2 separate regions of the Oryctolagus cuniculus genome follow, and region 2 is linked to region 1. Evidence: chromatin contacts called from public Micro-C data. All regions are on one chromosome and are shown on one strand. Each heading gives the region's core, a stretch centred on a gene start, on an enhancer-like site or on the middle of the called end of the contact. The rest is flanking DNA. Distances are from core to core; before and after follow the strand shown.

Region 1 (3,992 bases), core at 474-2,973:
ACCAACAGAAGCTCAGATTTGATTGTCAATGAGCCCAAATGAAATACTTATCTTCTAGGCTTCCTTGCAGCTAGGGATTATCATATGACACCATTCTGACCAAGGCAAAAACCTCAGGAGGGTGTTCTCTCTTGAATAAGAAGTCAGAGCCTGGCTAGGAGAAAGCGCCCCCCGCCCTTTTATTTGACAGGTAGAGTTATAGACAATGAGAGAGAGAGACAGAGAGAAAGGTTTTCCTTCTGTTGGTTCACCCCACAAATGGCCGCCACGGCTGGCGCTGCGCGGATCTGAAGCCGAAGCCACGGTGCAGGGGCCCAAGCACTTGGGCCATCCTCCACTGCCCTCCCGGGCCACAGAGAGAGCTGGACTGGAAGAGGGGAAGCCGGGACTAGAACTTGGTGCCCATATGGGACGCACGGCGCCAGCCCCAGCAGCATTATTGTGGCATAAAACATGGATAAAGACTGGGAGATTCCTTAAAATGTGCGGGCATGGACTGAAGCCATTTGTGAGTGGGGAACAGGGTATGCATTTAAGAGTTTTGTTTTAGAGCTAACTTTTTTTTGGAGGGGGCACTAAAGAGAGAGAAACAGGAACAATGTTATGAGTCTTGGAATGTGAACACATGGGAGGATAATAATAGCACAGTAAACACACAAAAGGAAGACAGGAAGAGGGAAATATTATTTATTTTAGAGATGCTGGGTTACGATGCAAGTGGGACCTAAGAGAATAGAGCCCAGGTAAGAGGTGGTGTAGTGGATGAGTCACCTCCTAAGAGGTGAGTAGGTGAGTTTGGTCTGTCATAAACATGGTTAATATATGAACCTAATAATAGGCTCTAAATACATAACAAGTGTTGTAATGTATTTAGATGTTGTTATTGCTCAGGAGCACCTTGAGCAACAAAAAACAAAACAAAAAATCCCACTGCCAATTACTGATATTTAAAGCTCATGTTTGCTTCATCCAAAATTGACCTCCCCACTGGCAGGTAGAATTGTCAAACGATACGTTCTGGTGTAGAACCTCGGACACTGGTTCGCCAGATCTGTGCAGCCTGGAACGCGAGCTAGACAGAAACACACTAGCGAGATACAAGCACGCATTCTGGGGAGTGCAGCACAGGCGGCACGTAGCCCTGAACTACAGGAGGGAGGATCGCTGAACTAATTCAACCGCTGAAACCGCGGAGATCCCAAGCATGGATTATATAGTTCCTTACAGGCCGCACGGAAGTAGGGGAACGGTGAAAAAGAACGCGACCCGCCGAAGGAAAGAGGAGTCGCGAGGACTGCGTGGCTCCCTGTTGGAAGCTGGCTCTGGGCCTCCCGCATACCCGGCCTATGGCTCATCACTGGTGACTAACGCAGTCAATCCCAAGGCGGAGGCCGCGCCGAGGCAGGGGGCTGGGTCACGACAGGAGAAGCGAGTGGGCAGAGGAGCCCTCAGAGGGGAGCTGGGAGGAGCTGGAGCGCAGACCCCCCCAACTCCATAAAGACTACATTTCCCAGAATCATGCGCGGCATCGGTGGCGCGTTCCCGAGCGCTGGAGGGAGACTGGCGGCAATGGGAGTCGTAGTCCGGTCCCAGGCGCCTCCCGGAGTGGACGCTAGTGGGGAGATCTGCGGGGATTGGCTAGTGAGAATTCGAGTCCCGCCTACACATGGTGACGACGGTCGGCGGTCTTGCTACTTAAGGCGTGGAGGCCTCGCCCGCCCCGCCTTAGCTCCCGCGCTAGAGAGAAACATGTATCGTTTCCGATCACAGCTCTTCACGGGGATTTCTGCTGCCGCCACCGCCCACTCTTACCCGCGCCGCTTCTCGCCTCTCTTGTTAGCCGAAGACTCGCCTCTCAGCCGCCCGCCGCACAGACGCACGAGTAAAAAGTGCAGCTCCATCGGCTGATCCTCGCTAATTTCCGAGTTTAGGCGGCACCGGGCGTCCGACGATGCCGAAGAACAAGAAGCGGAACGCTCCCCACCGCGGTGGCAGTGGTGGCGGCGGCGGCTCAGGGGCAGCTGCGGCGACGGCGGCAACGGCAGGTAAGGAATGATATCCCCGACGCCGGCATCCCGGTTGCCGGCTGGGCTGGCCTAACCGAGGGCGCGGTGGGAGTTGTAGTTCTTTCTTTCCTTCAGACGTTGCGAGTCCAGGGCGGGTGGTTTGGCTGACGAACTACGATTCCCAGCGTGCCTAGGGCCCCGGTCTCGCGCGATTTGAGCCTGGCTTGCGAACCGGACTACTGGACACCGGCTGTGGGGGCGGGGAGGAATGGGTCCGTGGGCTTGGCAGTGTGTGGGGTGACCGGGAGCTGGCGGGACAGGAGCTGCTCTTAACGGCTGTGGCGAGCTCCCGCTGACCAGGGGTAGGGCGCTCTGAGGCCCGACGAGGCGCCCATGCTGTCACTGGCCGCCTGCAATCCCCAGGCTCCAACATGGAGTTCTCGGGAATGCCAAACGTCCGGCGTGTTTGGATGGGCTCTCGCGTCACGCGCGGCCTGGGCTCAGGGACGAGGATGACGCAGAGGCATTCGAGTGGCTTCGCATCCCGCTGCTACTTGGCGCGTCCCGCGTGTTCACTTGTTCAGGCCGAGGAGTCGGAGGCTGGGGAACATCGCCCCACTGCAGGCTGAGCTCATGTCCCTAGCTGGCACCTGCTTTAGTCCCCAGCCCTACTGCCGGCAGCCCAGGCGACCCGGGGGCAAAAAACACGTTCTCCTTTGTGTTGCATCCTGTGCGTTTTTTGCCGTGAGGCCCGAGTAGCAGGGGTGGTGAGGAGCTTACGTTGCAGTTGGCTGAAAGTTTAGGGGTTTTGTGTCCTGACTGCAAAACTGAAGCTTTTGCTGAATGGGTAAGTGCTTAACTGAATCAGTGTGTGTAACTAGCCAACAGTTACAAAGTCTCCCCCCGGAGACACCATACCAAACTCAAATCCAGTATTAAACTTCGTAAAGTCATTTCTGAGTAGTTTCTTTTGTTGGGATTATGGTGTTAAGTAGTATCATATTTTCAGACATAGTAACATTGGAGCTAACGTTAGCCTTTAGGTATTTGTTGACACAGATACCACTTTTTGACACTCAGAGTGATATTCCTTTGTTCATTGGAAAAGTATGCCAGTTACGGTGACAAAGATGATTGGGAACAGGTGTTTAGAAAGCTTTCCTATAAGTTTTATGGCAGCACAAAAACTTGTGATCATGTGATAAACATTTAACATTGGGAATGGATTATTAGAACTGTAATTTCGTACATGCTGTGCGTGTTCTTGAGATTCGTTGTTTATAGCAAGGTGAGAAGTTGTGACATCTGTGTGAATTGAGGATACTTCTTACCTCTGTGTTTCAGTATTTTCTCACCTGAACTAAACATTTGAATTCCATCTAGATCCTTATTGACTGTGTTCTTCATAAGTTTGCCTTTTGTTGATAAAGCAGAGGCAATGGGGAAGCAGGAAGCTAAAGTCGTTTTGAAAATGGTAATGATGTCAGTAATGACCTCTATGAATCACAGACATATATATCCCTTCTGAAGCTTTCTGGCAAAATGCCTTCCTTCGTTGTACAATATTTACAGTGTTGGCCTCCTGCGGCTCTATATACCGACTTGATACCACATTTTGTCTCACGGGTTTTTTGTGACCTTTCTTAAGCTTATTGCTACTGTCTTTTCTGTTAGTTTTATATATATATATATATATATATATATATTAGTATATATGAATTTTAGCATCTATGGGACAAGCACTTAAACACCGACTTTTAGCATGCATAAGGAAATGGGAAAGGGTTCTTTGATTAGCTTATAAAAGTATACATACTTTGAACATTATAGGAGCTTTAAGCCAATTGCCTCTTGTAATTGCAAAATCTGGTCATGAGGTTGACTTTGTAATTTTAAAGTGGTCACACGTTGAATGTTTTGTGTATTCAATAAATAATAATTGAGAAGAGATGGAAAGTTGTCATAAACTTAACTACAAATCCTTAT
Region 2 (3,992 bases), core at 1,059-3,558, 280 kb before region 1:
ATAATCTGTATAATTTAACACCGGGAAAAAAAGCAACATCTGGGATCCACTCCAAGTGGGACGGTGTTGTCTGGATGGGTCTGCCTCTCCAGCACTGAGTGTTAAGGCGGCCGCGAGGCAGTGCCCTCGGCTCTTCCCCAGGTCAGCAAAGGCAACTTCTGTTTTCTAGCAAAGGTTAATAGACACCTCCGCCATCCCCAGCCCCCCAACCAGTAAAATAGATGAGTGAGGAGCAGGAAAACACCCACCATCAGCTTCAACTCCACGCCAGCGGAGCAACTGGCAAAGGCTCCCCTTACACTGAGTAGAAGCAAAAGCTGGAAACCTTTCCCGAAGGTGGGTCCAGTACAAACTATTGTCTTGCTGAGCAGTCCCAATCCAGAACAGAAGCTAGTGTAAAAATCGGGAATGACTGTTTATAATCAATAGTCATTTCTGTGGATTCCAAAGTCCCAGCTCTGGGCGAAGTTGGGGGAGGGGGTGCGGGGAGGTGGAGAAAAAATCCCCTGTGATTACGACTGGAAAGGCTGTCCAGATTTGTTAAATTGCAGTAAAACGCATTTAGAACATAAGCAGATACCTTACACTTGATCTAAATCACCAGATCTGTCCCCAAGAAAAACAAGTGCGCCAGCCAGCAGGACAGGGCATTATAGGAAATAAAGATTGTTAGTGAGATCCCTAATGCTCTCTGTGTTTCTCTGGTAGACCTTCTGGGAGGTTATAATTGCATTTGGCCGCTGCAGGCTTGTCAGAGAGCCTGTCTTAATAGTCTCAACCCTAAAAGGAGTTAACTGTCAAAGGGCGACTGGGCTGAAAAGAAACGACAAAAACGGGAACTGTAATCCGCCTGCAAAGGGAGGAGGGAGGGAAAGGGAGATTCCTGTATTCATCAGTCAACATTAATGTCCTTTGTTGTTCACCTTTGCACAGCACAGCCAGCGCTACCCTGCTCCTCTTCCTCCCAGCGCCCGAGTCGGGCAGTCCCTCCCCCAGAGCGGCTCCCCGGCCCGAAGCCCCAGCTTTCCCATCCCCTCCTCATTATCACTCCACCGCCGTCCTCCACCCCCACCCCGGCAGCCAGGGCGCCCAGAAGTAACAGGCACCGCTGACAGACCCGCTCCCTCCTCCCACCCGACCCGGGAGCGCCGCGGCGCCCAGGGTGAAATTCACCAGCCCCGGCCCCAGCCCCGCAACGCGCACGGCCAGCAGACCCGGGATGGGAGCGAGCCACGAGGCTCCACCCGGGCTCCGGCAGACGGGGCGGCTCTCGGGGGAGCTGGGGCACATTCCGCACTCGGGCCCGGGATGTGGAAGCCAGTCGGCGGGGAGACACCTCGCGCCTCCGCGCCGCTCTGGGGGTGCTGTCGCCGCGCCACCGTTGCCGCCTCCCTCTCCACCCGGGGGGACTCGCTGCAGCCTACGGCCATCTCCCGGGGAGAAGGGGAAGGGAGGAGAGGGGTGCCTCTCGCCTCCTCTCCCAACTTGACACGCTCGCGCCCGTTGCCACTCCAAACTCCGAGACACAGCCCCGCGCTCCGGGAGCCGGTGCGGGGCGCGCCGAGCGGGCGGCGGGGGCGAGAGCCCGGCGCGCGCCCCCTCTCCCCGGGTCGGCTCGACAGTGCCCCGGACCCGCCTCCCGTGACCAGGATTCGGCATTTCCAGGCGGGCCGAGCGAGAGGGGCGCGGGGCCGAGGACAAGAAATGCGCACCCGCTCTAGCCAGGGCGGAATAAAAGTTCGCCCCGCGGAGACTCACCCACGCCGTATTTCTCGTGCTCCGTAGGTATCCACATGGCTACCGGGGGCTCCGGGGTCTTCAGGCTTTGTAATCCCCGCGCCCCTTCTCCCGATCACAACAATGCACAGCTCCTGAGGAGCGGCTGCAGCGCCGGAGCCCCGCGGCTCCGAGCGGGCTGTGGACGCTGGGCAGGTTCTGCGCTGGAGGCTCCCGAAGCCGGCGTTGACACCGCGCCGCACAGGCTGCGCCGCCCGCCGCTCTCCCGGCAGCGGCTGCTCACAGTCCTCCAACGCGCTCCCGGGGACCCGGCGGCGCAGTCATTGTTCTGATTCACTGAACTAAGCGAACACGCCGGGGCACTCTCCGGCGAACCCCCGCCCGTCAGCGCCTTGTCCGGCCCTCCCTGCCCAGGGCCCCCGCGGCACGCTGGGAATTGTAGTTCCTGTCCCGGAAAGAGGCGTGGTGGCAGCGGCTAGGGGGCGGAGACCAGGCTTCCGATCGTCACGTCCTATTGGCCTAGGCGGGGAGGAAACAGCCTGTCGACGGGGAGTTCTCCTCCAGTCGCGTTTCTATTGGTGGCGGCCTAGGCCCGCCCCGCCCCGCGGCCCTCCCCTTTCCTTTCAGCCGGGCAATGGCTGCACCAAAGGCCTGGGGGGCTGCTGCCGGACTAGAGGAAGACTGTGGTGGGACCCGCGGTGGAGTTGGGAGTGGTGGTAATGCAGGTGAGTACGGTGCCCCTGAGATGCAGGTGACTTCTTCCTTTCTCCACGACCCGACTTGCGGCTGATTAAGGTCAGATTCTGGGAACTCTTCAGCTCTGAGGCCACCTGGGCGCGAGAGGTCCACGGGCGGGGTCCAGTGGCGTGGGGTGGGGCCGGGGGCGGCTTCTTGGTAGGGGCTCTCCCGGGAGGGCGGAGAAAATAGGGTGGAAGACCCTTGCCTGCAGCCGGGGAAGCTCGCTGGGCATTTGTCTTCAGCTTTGGGAGCTCCTGGCTTTGCGCTCGTTGCTGAGTGGGTGTGGGTCGGGTCGAGTTCCGCGTGTGTGATTAGAAGGCTGGGATTAGCAGCTCTTTTTCTTCGCCAGTACGCTGCCCTCGCCTCTGCTTGGCCTGGCCACAGAGACGTGTTTGGTTTGGTGGGCGGATTTCCAGCGGCAGATCGACCCGGTGGCTGTCTAGAGCCGCTTCTGAAGGCAAAGTACGCGCGCGGCTCAGCCTCCGGGTCTCTGGCGCTGGGGGAAAGAGACAGAAAATACAACTGGAGAGAGAAAGGGGTGGTTGGCACTCGTGGCTTCGGAGAAGGGTTGTGAACATCATTCCAGCTGCTGTGGCTCCGCCTGACTTTGACCTTGCCCTCTGATGTGCTGTAGGGGTCAAAACACAAACTTCCGAAACGGCAAGTATGTGGTCTTTAGGGCGGGCCGCTCCATTGCTTGTCCTAACCCCGTCCCGCTGTTTGACTTAGTACCGCAAGTTATCTTTTCTCTGGTGGACAGCAGATCTGGGACTTGAATCCGGTTCTCGGTACAGTCCTCCTGGAGGGTTTGGGGTTGGCTGGTTTTGGTTTCTCTTTGTTTTCACGGTTAAACTGGCATTAATCCTAAACCTGCAGCCTCAGCAGCACAGAGATGAGGTGTTTTCTTTCACTTCCCCCATCAGTGGAACTCAACTATACCTCTACCAAATTCCCGAGTTAAATACTGAGTTATGCTCACTTCCCAACTGGTTTGTTTTGGGGCTGGCCATGTATTCTACTCTTGTCTGATGGTAACAGACTGTTAAGATTTTGCAGATTCTTTAAGATAGAAAGATGAAAATTTTGGTGAATTTATCTCACAGATTAACTCATTAAAAAAAAAACCGAAAACCGGATATTCCCTTTAAAAATGTAGAACATTTAAAAATCATTAGTTACCTTAAAGTTATAATAGTTTTCATTATAAACATTTCACACCATTTAGAAATATATAAAATAAAAAAATTTTTTTAAAAAAAGATTCCCTACCTCGCAGTCCAACTTCCAAACTAATAAATGGAGTTTTGTGAGTATTCTGATTTTGTTTTAATAAAGAGATAATACTGTGTAAACTCAAAGATGTACAAGCCTCATATTTCTCTCAATAATCTATTATAGATAATCTTCTATAAACAGTGCATTTGATTGTTCATATTTTAAGGACTGTACACATCATATTCCCTAATATGGATGTGCCATCCTCCAACCATTCCTCTACTATATGGCCTTAGCTTTTC

The links. A called contact is a pair of places that touch in the nucleus more often than the background predicts.
Region 2: a contact with region 1 is called in a Micro-C map of ear pinna, with 7 times the contacts expected there. The contact joins the promoter of ZNF277 here to the promoter of IFRD1 in region 1. A contact is called at or near these places in 3 of 6 Hi-C or Micro-C datasets (ear pinna, embryonic fibroblasts and an unstated tissue).

The regions. Positions count from the first base shown.
Region 1 is chr3:131,235,259-131,239,250 of mOryCun1.1, reverse strand. It overlaps IFRD1 (interferon related developmental regulator 1), which reads left to right and starts at 1,723. Exons shown (of 12, transcript XM_002712045.5): 1 at 1,723-2,045. The coding sequence starts at 1,952. It overlaps LOC138849026, which reads left to right and starts at 1,519. Exons shown (of 1, transcript XM_070071106.1): 1 at 1,519-1,947. The coding sequence starts at 1,519. The coding sequence ends at 1,908.
Region 2 is chr3:131,519,494-131,523,485 of mOryCun1.1, reverse strand. It overlaps ZNF277 (zinc finger protein 277), which reads left to right and starts at 2,308. Exons shown (of 12, transcript XM_008258387.4): 1 at 2,308-2,462. The coding sequence starts at 2,372. DOCK4 (dedicator of cytokinesis 4) reads right to left here and starts at 2,154. Exons shown (of 54, transcript XM_051849660.2): 1 at 1,759-2,154.